Regions from separate parts of the Sus scrofa genome. Here region 2 is linked to region 1. Evidence: chromatin contacts called from public HiChIP or PLAC-seq data. All regions are on one chromosome and are shown on one strand. Each heading gives the region's core, a stretch centred on a gene start, on an enhancer-like site or on the middle of the called end of the contact. The rest is flanking DNA. Distances are from core to core; before and after follow the strand shown.

Region 1 (5,196 bases), core at 1,055-3,554:
ATAAGCAAGGTAGCATGATCACATTAAAAATGCTAGTCAAAGGAGTTCCCACCATGGCGCAGTGGTAATGAATCCGACTATGAACCATGCATGAGGTTACTTATTCCATCCTTGGCCTCACTCAGTGGGTTAAGGATCCGGCATTGCCACGAGCTGTGGTGTAGGTCGCAGACGCAGCTCGGATCTGGCACTGCTGTGGCTGTGGTGTAGGCCAGTGGCTACAGCTCCGATTCGACCCCTTGCCTGGGAACCTCCATGTGCCAAGGGTGTGGCCCTAAAAAGAAAAAAAAAAAAAAAAAAAACCCTAGTCAAAAAATAAATAAATAAAAATGCTAGTCAACCTATGTGTTTGGTTCTGACTCTGAATTTGATCCTTTGATCACATTTTATAATCACAGGACTGTTGATTTCAGAGTATGCAGCAAACTTTTAAAAGGAAAAGAACCATATTTTCAAGTGGTTTGACTCTGCCCAGAGTCACATTTTATAATCACAGGACTGTTGATTTCAGAGTATGCAGCAAACTTTTAAAAGGAAAAGAACCATATTTTCAAGTGGTTTGACTCTGCCCAGAATTAAACTGACCAAAAATGCTTTGGTTTATCACTCATTTGCTCTATTGACTTAAAAAGCCATGGTTGCTCTCAAAGACATCATTAGGACAATTGTTAAAACTGGAATACAAAAATTGTACATTAAGGAGTTCCCATCATGGCTCAGTAGTTAACGAATCCGACTAGGAACCATGAGGTTGCAGGTTCGATCCCTGCCCTCGCTCAGTGGGTTAAGGATCTGGTGTTGCCGTGAGCTGTGGTGTAGATAGCAAATGCGACTTGAATCCCGGGTTGCTGTGGCTGTGGCAGAGGCTGGCAGCTACAGCTCCGATTTGACCCCTAGCCTGGGAACTTCCGCATGCTGCAGGTGCAGCCCTAAAAAACAAAACAAAAAAATAAACAAAAAACCTGTACATTAAATAATACTGTCTTTAAGTTAAATGTCGTGAATTTGCTATCAGTGCTATGATGAAGAGAATGTCCTTGTTTTGAGGAAACAAATACTGAGTACTTTGGGATAAAGGGGCATAGTACGTGCAGTTACTTTTTTTTTTTTTTTTTTTTTTTGCTCTTTAGGGCCGAACCCGAGGCATATGGAGGTTCCCAGGCTAGGGGTTGAATTGGAGCTACAGCTGCTGGCCTACCCCAGAGCCACAGTAACGCCAGATCCGAGCTGTGTCTGCAACCTACACCACGGCTCACGGCAACGCCGGATCCTTAACCCACTGCACCCACTACGTGAGGCTAGGGATCGAACCCACATCCTCAAGGATACTAGCTGGATTCGTTTTCGCTATGCCACAACAGGAACTCCCTACTTCTGCCTTCTTTTAAGAAACGTAGTCATAGTACAAAATATTATTTAATGTGCCAGGCGCTATGCAAAGTGGTTTACATACAGTGTGTAAATCTCACAAAAACTCAGTGAGTGCTACACAATTATTATTTCATCATAAGTAAAATGAGGAAAACAATAGCATTTACCTCATTGGGCTGTTGCAAGAATTTTAAAAGATTACATAAATAGGCATTTAGCACAGTGCCTGGCAAAAACTGAGTGCTAAATACGTTCACCATTTGCTGGTACCCTCACTTTACAGATAAACGGACACAGAGAAAAGCAGTTCTCAGCTCAGGTCTGACCCGCCTTTTCTTCTTCTTGCTTTTTCCTATTTTAAAAACTTACCCTGTGCAGAAGGGGGAAATAGTAAATCCCCATAACAGTGACTGAACTTAAAGCGAGAAAACACTTTATTTAACTTTGTCTTCGACCGTCCTCACCCTCTCTCTATCAATGCCTGGCTAAATGACCTACCTGCTCACTAAGTTCCTGAACTAACGAAAGACTAGGTTTCTAACCTGGGTTATCTATTACCACCACGTTCTAACCAACCGAGCTAACCTAGACTTTCTGGGCCAGGTAGTATTTCCTCGTCTCTGAGCTGGTGTCCTTGGCTGCAAACCTGAAAAAGCTGTTCAGGTCCTATTCGGGGGGAAAAGGACTTGTCATCCCCTCTTCAAAACAAGTTACCTAGGACCGGCGCCCTCCGAACCATTAGCACTTCAAGGGTCGCATTCGACACTGACCAAACGCTATGGTAAATCCTATTCATCTCCCCTCCGGCGGTGTAGACGTTTTCACCGCCCCGCCTCCCTCCCGGAAGGCGCAGGCGCGCGGCGGGGTCCTCCTGGAGAACTACATTTCCCAGAATCCACTCGACCGACCCACCTCCCGCTAGGGGTGGGGAGGGCGGAGTCGACTGCCCGGGGCGGGGCGGAGCGTCCCGAAATTGTCCTGCTTGTGTCCTTTTGGGAAGAGTTTGTTTTAAAAGAGATTCTGGGGTCCCCTGGTAAGGTAGGACATCTGTCTCTATTCGGTATCACATTGCCCTCCGCACCCCTGAGGGTTCCCTCAGCGTAAAAAGGCAGATGGTCTAGTCCAGCGGCGGAGACAGCTGGGGAGTGGAGGGCCGCCCTCGCACGCATGCGCAGATGCTCAGCATGGGGGCGGGAGCCGCAGAGCCCCTTCCCAGGGTCTGAGAAGGTGAGTAGAGGGCGGGACCCGGCGTGTACTGTGTCGAGATTGACTTCTCTTCCGCGACGGCCACCCATCCCAGTCAAGTCTGAAAGCCGTTGACCCCAATTTTTATAGAAAATTGGAGTCCCCAGGAGCTGAATTTTAGCGTTTATACATCAAAATCCTATTTTTAAGTCACTTCTAGCATTTCATTGCCATTTTCTATATAGAAGATTTTCTCTTCTACTATGCTGTGCGTTTAAAAAACAAACAAAACAAAACAAAAACAGGTAACAGTATACTGAGAGAGTTCACCTTTCATCTCGGCTTTCAGGCTTGCAGCAGACTATTCCTTCCTAAGACGCTGTAGAGCTTAAAGTCTTTTGGACCCTTGATTCTGTGCAATTTAGTGTCAAGAGTAGGTACAGAATCAGTCACTTGTTCTAATTGTTTCATGTAAGTCTTCTCATGAGAAGACTCCTTGGGATAATAAAGACAATGATGCACTCACTAAAGAAATAGTGGTGCTACTGACGTTTATAATTTGCTGAGGACAAATATGCAAGAGGCTTGTTGTGCCCTAACCCTAACTATTTTGCTTACACCTTGCTGTGTGATTTGGTTGTGTTGCTTAACCTTCTGGGCCTGCATTTTCTCATAAAATGAGAAGATTGGATTAGATCTCTGAGAACTTGCCAGCTCTAAAATTCTGTGGTTAGTACAGAGTAGAATCTAGATTCCATCACAATATGTTGACGCAAGACATCATTAACTTCCATTTCTCTGCTGAACAAATGAAATAAAGCTGTAAGAATTTTGGCAGCAGCATTAGAAAGAAGTATTGTACTCGTAATTCATCCTTATTGCTGAAAATATGGATTTAGCTGATAATACAACTTTCTTCACCCAATATTTGTTGTCGTTTTATAGATCATTGCTAGGAAGAAATCTGGGCACAATAATGAACACAGTGTATGTAGTGATGGCTCGAATCCTAAGATCTCATCTGATAAACGTTTCAATGATTCCTCATCAAATGAACATGGGTCCATATCTTGGTGTGCTTAGAACTAGAATGATGTCAACTTATAAATCCAAAAAGAAGATGAGCGAATATTATAGGCTGCTGAATCTGGATGAAGGATGCTCTGCAGATGATGTCAGGGAATCTTTTCGTAAACTTGCCAAGCAATACCATCCAGATGGTGGCTCTAGTACTGCTGATTCTGCAACATTTATAAGGATCGAAGAAGCTTATAGGAAGGTGCTTTCTCACGTGATTGAACAAACAAATGCCAGGCAGAGTAAAGTTGAAGCAGACGAGGAAGATGAAGAAAAATTCAAATATAAAACACCCCAACACCGGCATTATTTAAGTTTTGAAGGTATTGGTTTTGGGACGCCAAGTCAACGCGAGAAGCAATATAGGCAATTTAGAGCAGACCGTGCAACTGAGCAAGTGATGGAATACCAAAAGCAGAAGCTGCAAAGCCAGTATTTCACTGACAGTGTAACTGTGAAAGATGTAAGACACAGTAAACAACAAAAGATAACTCAAGCAATAGAGCGTTTAGTGGAGGATCTCATTCAGGAATCGATGGCCAAAGGAGACTTTGACAATCTCAGCGGGAAGGGGAAACCTCTAACAAAGTTTTCTGGCTGTTCATATATTGATCCCATGACTCACAACCTGAACAGAATATTAATAGATAATGGATATCAACCGGAATGGATCCTAATGCAAAAGGAAATCAAGGATACTATTGAGGAACTCAGAGAGGCAATTTTAGCATCGAGGAAAAAACTGGGGAGTCCCATGTCACCAACTGAACAGAAACAGTGGAACCAGGTTTGTGAGCAGTTTCAAGAAAACGTCAGAAAACTAAACAAGCGAATTAATGATTTTAATTTAATTGTTCCCCTGCTGACCAGGCAAAAAGTCCATTTTGATGCACAGAAAGAAATTGCCAGAGCCCAGGAAACCTATGAGACCCTGCTAAAGACAAAAGAAATCACAGATAAAAACCCAGATGTCATCCATCAGAGAGAAGGGGAGGAAACAGCTAGAGCCAAGACAGGTTTCTTTAACTGGACGAATGTGTGGAGATTTATTAAAATCTGACCATCTCGGTGTTCACAGCACTGCTCCAAATCATTTTCAGTAATGCTGGCATCACACGGGCTGAAATTTATTTCTATAACACAAGGGTTTGAGAACTGTGCGCCCCTGCACCTTTCACGAAAGTAATCCCATCTTCAGTGATGTGTAAGTGAGAGAACTGTGAGAAACTGAGTCAGAGAAATGTTCAGCCAGCTTTGTTCTGAGGATATGGCAAGACGAGAGGAGAACATACTTTTAAGGAAACAATTTCATACATTTCAGAGGGTGAATGTCAGTCATCAAGTGAATGGATTTAGGACAGGGACTCAGACTGGGAATCATGAAGAGTAGTCCAAAGTCTTAGTGCAGTTTGAGGCCCTAATAAATTCACAGCCGTTGCTGTTTGCCCTCTTTAAGTATAGGTACTTCAGCAGCAACAACTAAACATGTATTAGGAAAAATCACAAAATGAAAGAAGCATGGAATAAGGGCAAGTAAACCTCCAAATGAGGTATGTATTTTGC
Region 2 (5,196 bases), core at 888-3,387, 110 kb before region 1:
TCTTTCTGCATATGTGAGTGGATAAATGAGCATTATCATGTAGGTTAGACATTTGCATTTCACCAGTAATTTTAATCTGTAATATATTTGATTCTCAAAAAAAAAATTTAATTAAAAAAAAAAATGGAGTTCCCATCGTGGTTCACTGGTTAGAAAACCTGACTGGCATCCATGAGGACGAGGGTTCCATCCCTGGCCTTGCTCAGTGGGTTAAGGATCCGACATTGCCGTGAGCTGTGGTGTAGGTCACAGACCTGGCTTGGATCCCACGTTGCTGTGACTCTGGCATAGGCTGGCACCTACAGCTCCAATTATACCCCTAGTCTGGGAACCTCTGTATGGCGCGGGTGCAGCCTAGAAAAGACAAAAAAAAAAAAAAAAAGACAAAAGATAAAAATAAAAATATATTTGATTCTCTTTCTCAGTATAGTCTTCTAACATAGCTAAGTCATAATTTCATTCCCTCTCCTTTCTTCTGCTTAGATTGTAAAAAAAATAAAAGTAAGAAGTAAAACAGCCAGAAGATAACCAATCAATCAATCATTCACTTATTCCTCATTTAATGAAGACTTGCTAAGTGCTTAGGATGTGAAGATAAATAAGACAAAGTCCCTGCCCTGCAAGAGTTCACAATCTGGGGTAGAGACAGAGATATACAGGCATGAGCAGATTATTCTGAAAGCTCCAAGGAGAGGTGCCCACCCAGCCAGAAGGTTGGGAAAGGTTCTCGGAGGAAGTCACCCAGACTGAAAGGGGCCTCAGGAGGAAAATCACACTCAGCAGAGAAGATCTCTTGAGCAAAGACACAAAAGCAAGTAATAATGTGATATATATAAGAATTACAGAGTTTGGTGTTGCTGGAACAAAATTAAGTTCTAGGCAGGAGTCATAGGCAAGGTACTTGGCAGCAGAAAAACATTTTGTCAAGAAAATTCTCCCTCAAAATTCTACTCAGAGTCATTAGAGAAGATACTGAACAAAGTATTTTAACGATATGAATGCTGATTCCTTCCCTGCCCCAAAATTAGGCAAGAGGGTAGGCGAGGGCCAGATCCATGCTGAGCTCATATCTCAGATTTGGTTGTAGAGAGAGTATTAGAGTGGCCATTGAAAGGGCAGCTTCAAAAGGGAGGCAAAGCAGGCTGTAGGCAAGAGGACTGTTTGGGTTGTAGACCAATAGGCGCAAAATGGCAAAGCCCAGAACTTAGTGGAGACAGTGGTGGCAGAGGTGGCGAATGGATCCAAGACACACTGACAGTGCAGTATCAGCAGAACTTAATAATTGACTGGACCAGGTTAATCTAAAACAGGTCAAAGCCAGGAATGGTTTACAAGATTCTGGTTAAGCTATGAATTGCTGCCACATGGATAAGGGAAGGGGATCTGATTTGGAGAAAGACCCTGAGTTTAGGATTTATACTTGCATTCAGAGTGGCTAAGTGGTATCCCCCTGGAAATATCTAGTAACTTTCAGCTCAGAGGTGAGTGATCTAGGCTGGAAATACATCGATTTGAAAGTTGTCAGTTTACAGGTTGTATTTAAAATAATAGAAAGTTGGATTGGTGCAGTGGAAACAAATCTGACTAGGAACCAGGAGGTTGCGGGTTCGATCCCTGGCCTTGCTCAGTGGGTTAAGGATCTGGTGTTGCCGTGAGCTTGGTGTAGGTCACAGACATGGCTCGGATCTGGCATTGCTGTGGCTGTGGCGTAAGCTGGCAGCTGTAGCTCCAAATGGACCCTTAGCCTGGAAAGCTCCATATGCCACGGGTATGGCCCTAGGAAGACAAAAGACAAAAATAAATAAATAAATTAAATAAAATAATAGCAAGTTGATGAGCTCATTCAGGGAGAGAGAAGTGAAAGAGCTGTACAGACAGCATAGAACCTTTGTCAGTGCCACTGTTTGAAGGACAATTAAAAATGAAGCAAGCCAAAAAGAAAGGATCAGAGTGATTTCAGGAAGACAGGAATCCTCAGCAGAAGGGAAAGAGTAAAGTACCGAAGCAAAAAGTATTGGGGATGATGGCACAGGAGGAATGCAAAGCAGCAGCAAACTGGGGCCTTTTGGTTGCCAGGGCCAGAGAGGCCACTTTTATGCAGCAGGCTTCTCGCTCACTTCCCTGCTCCACCTCAGCTTCCTCATCCGTTAAACAAGAACAGTAATGTCTGGGCGTTCCCGTCATGACACAGCGGAAGTGAGTCCAACTATGAACCATGAGGTTGAAGGTTCGATCCCTGGTCTCGTTCAGTGAGTTGAGGATCTGACATTGCTGTGGCATAGGCCGGGCAGCTGTAGCTCCTGGTTTCCTAGCTCTAGGTTTCCTATCCTGGGAACCTCCATATGCCACAGGTGTGACCCTAAAAAAAAAAAAAAAAAAAAAAAAAAAAAAAAAAAAAAAAAAAAAAAGAATAGTAATATCTGCTCAATAAGTATGCTTTGAAGATTAAATGTGATCATGTGCTAAAATTCTGGCACAAGTAGGCATTCAAGGAGGTTTGGTTTTTTTACTCCTATTTCCGACTGTAACTATCAGAACAGAAATATTCTAAAGAACTGACTGATGATGGAGACCTTTTCTCGTAACTATCCCTTCTGTATAGTGCCCCAGATTTCTTGGCACAATTCTGAATTTATTTTTGTAATCCCAAATTGAAGTAATTTTGTATGGATCTCTAACCAGAATTCCCCATTGTGCATCTGAAATTCTGCCACTAAAATAATGATGGGCTAGAGTAGCCACAGGAGGTGGGGAACCCTAGGTATCCAGTGTAATTATCGTAAGAGCTATGGACTGGGTTATTTTCCTTTTTTCCTTCATCCTTAGCTAAACAGAGAGACATCCTTCTCCAAGATATCCACAACCACATGACCCAGATTTTGTAAAGAATCCAGATTTGAAGTGTTCCATCTTGTCCTTAGAGGCTATCAAAATGTCCTAGGAGTTCTTGACCTTGTCTCTGACTTAGTGACTTTTTATCAGTCCGTAGCTTTTAAAATTTATTTTAGGAGTTCCCGTCACAGCACAGCGGAAACAAATCCAACTAGGAACCATGAGGTTACGGGTTCAATCCTTGACCTCGCTCAGTGGGTTAAGGATCCGGTGTTGCCATGAGCTGTGCTGTTGATTGCAGACATGGCTCGGATCTGGTGTTGCTGTGGCTCTGGCGTAGGCCGGCGGCTGCAGCTCCGATTAGACTCCTAGCCTGGGAAACTCCATATGCCATGGGTGCGGCCCTAAAAGGATAAAGGACCAAAAAAAATTTTTAATAGGTTATATTTAATAACCTGATAATACTGATGATTAATTTTCTCCACTCTTTAGTTGGAAGCAAGGTATCATTCTTCGAACCAGATGATGAAGTAGTTGGTAAGTTACAGGTTGTATTAGTCCTATTTCAAGCCCTCTGTTTTACTGTTGTCTCTTCCTTTTTGCTATGCAGTTGTTAATGTTTATTGCAACCTTGTGTCATATAAAAGTACTTACTCGAGTTTTGGCATTTACTCTCAAATATCCATTGATAAAGAGACTTTTGACTATTTGGCTGTAGATATGATAGATAGATGACCGGTAGTTGTTATTGTCTTTGGTGCAGCCCTTCTCTGATTGGCCCCAGCCTATAGCTAGGCTGAAGGTTCCAGAGGAAAAAAAAAGTCCCAGTTCATCTGTTTGAAGACCACAGACTGACTTGGTTGTCTCCCAGCTCCACTCTCCACATCCAACTTGAATTGTACAGAGCTTCTCCCTTACTATCCTTGAAAAACTAAAAATTTACTAGAAACTTTAAATTTTTTTAAAAAAATCCATAGTTAATGCCATTTTGCAATTTTTTTTTTTTTGGCTTTTTTTTGTCTTTTCAGGGCCATGCACTCGGCACATGAAGGTTCCCAGGCTAAGGGTCCAATCGGAGCTGTAGCCACCAGCCTACACCACAGCTCACAGCAACGCCAGATCTGAGCCGAGTCTGTGACCTACACCACAGCTCGTGGCAATGCCAGATCCTTAACCCACTGAGCGAGGCCAGGGATCGAACCTGAAACCTCATGGTTCCTAGTCAGATTCATTTCCACTGCGCCATGACAGCAACTCCATCTGTCTCATCTTTTTTAATTGCCCAAGAAGTCAGTGACATTGTATTAGTCAAGGTTCTTTTTGTAAGAGACCAGAAATAAAATCAGACTTGCTCAGGGGAAAATGGGATTTTACTGGAAGCAGACTGAACTGTGCTATAGAACCAAGCTGTGTGAAGGAGCTGTGCATTGGGGACGAGTTTAGAGAGGAACCCAGGTGCCCCCACGCTTCTGACCGGGCTCCGTACATCAGCCGCCACCATTCCCGTCACTCAGAGGTGAAAAAAGAGGAAGAAAATAGAGAGGTAGGACAGGTATTATGGTGTTCATATCAGAAAATAAACTATCCTCAGAGTTCCCATCGTGGTTCAGTGCTTAACGAATCCGACTAGGAACCATGAGGTTTCGGGTTCGATCCCTGGCCTTGCTCAGTGGGTTAAGGATCCGGCATTGCCGTGAGCTGTGGTGTAGGCTACAGATGCGGCTCGGATCCTGCGTTGCTGTGGCTCTGGCGTAGGCCAGTGGCTACAGCTCCAATTGGACCCCTAGCCTGGGAACCTCCATATGCCGCAGGTGTGGCCCTGGAAAAAACAGAAAAAAAAAAAAAAAAAAAAAAAAGATAAGAAAAAGAAAATAAACTATCCTCTTCCTAATTTCTGAAATCTCCCCTTTACCTACACTGGTAGTTATTGAAACCTTACTCGAAATTCCTCTGCAGAAAATTTGGACTAATGCTTACTGGCCTTTCATTAGAAATGAATTTATTTGGGGCTTGAATCCCTTACATTTCTCCTTGTACTTTTCAGGAATTTTACCCCTGGATTCTGAAGACCCTGGACTTTGTGAAGTTGTTCGAGTCCACGAGCATTACTTGGGTATGTGGCAGCTCCATCTTTCGGAGCTCGTTTAAGTCTTATTTCACAGATATCTGTGGGGTTTTGTAACAATGTAATTTTTTGCATCTGCCTTGAGTGTATCTAAAAAATAACTGTTGGGTGGTCACATGAATTATTACTAACTTACATCTTGTATCGATAAAATTCGTGTTCAAACTAAACAGTATGTAGACTTTTATGTTTTCCCTATCCTGCTCATGGTGAGAAGGTTGAAAAGCCATTTCTCCCTT

Evidence for each region. HiChIP or PLAC-seq counts read pairs in DNA pulled down with a chosen protein or histone mark.
Region 2: a contact with region 1 is called in an H3K27ac HiChIP or PLAC-seq map of alveolar macrophages. The contact joins the enhancer-like site here to the promoter of DNAJC28 in region 1. A contact is called at or near these places in 8 of 47 Hi-C or Micro-C datasets (blood, liver, mesenteric adipose tissue and 3 more) and 1 of 2 datasets of contacts at active chromatin or transcription factors (alveolar macrophages).

The regions. Positions count from the first base shown.
Region 1 is chr13:197,111,801-197,116,996 of Sscrofa11.1, reverse strand. DNAJC28 (dnaJ homolog subfamily C member 28) reads left to right here and starts at 2,304. Exons shown (of 3, transcript XR_002338034.1): 1 at 2,304-2,598; 2 at 3,502-5,183.
Region 2 is chr13:197,225,217-197,230,412 of Sscrofa11.1, reverse strand. CRYZL1 (crystallin zeta like 1) reads left to right here. Exons shown (of 13, transcript NM_001098596.1): 5 at 3,325-3,369; 6 at 4,877-4,945. Among named protein-coding and RNA genes, the nearest start is that of CRYZL1, 21 kb to the left of the region's middle. Within about 2 kb of position 2,137, at least 3 of the 83 cell types and tissues checked have an H3K27ac peak or open chromatin away from gene starts, as enhancers often do. A contact at or near this core is called in alveolar macrophages and liver, where this site is marked.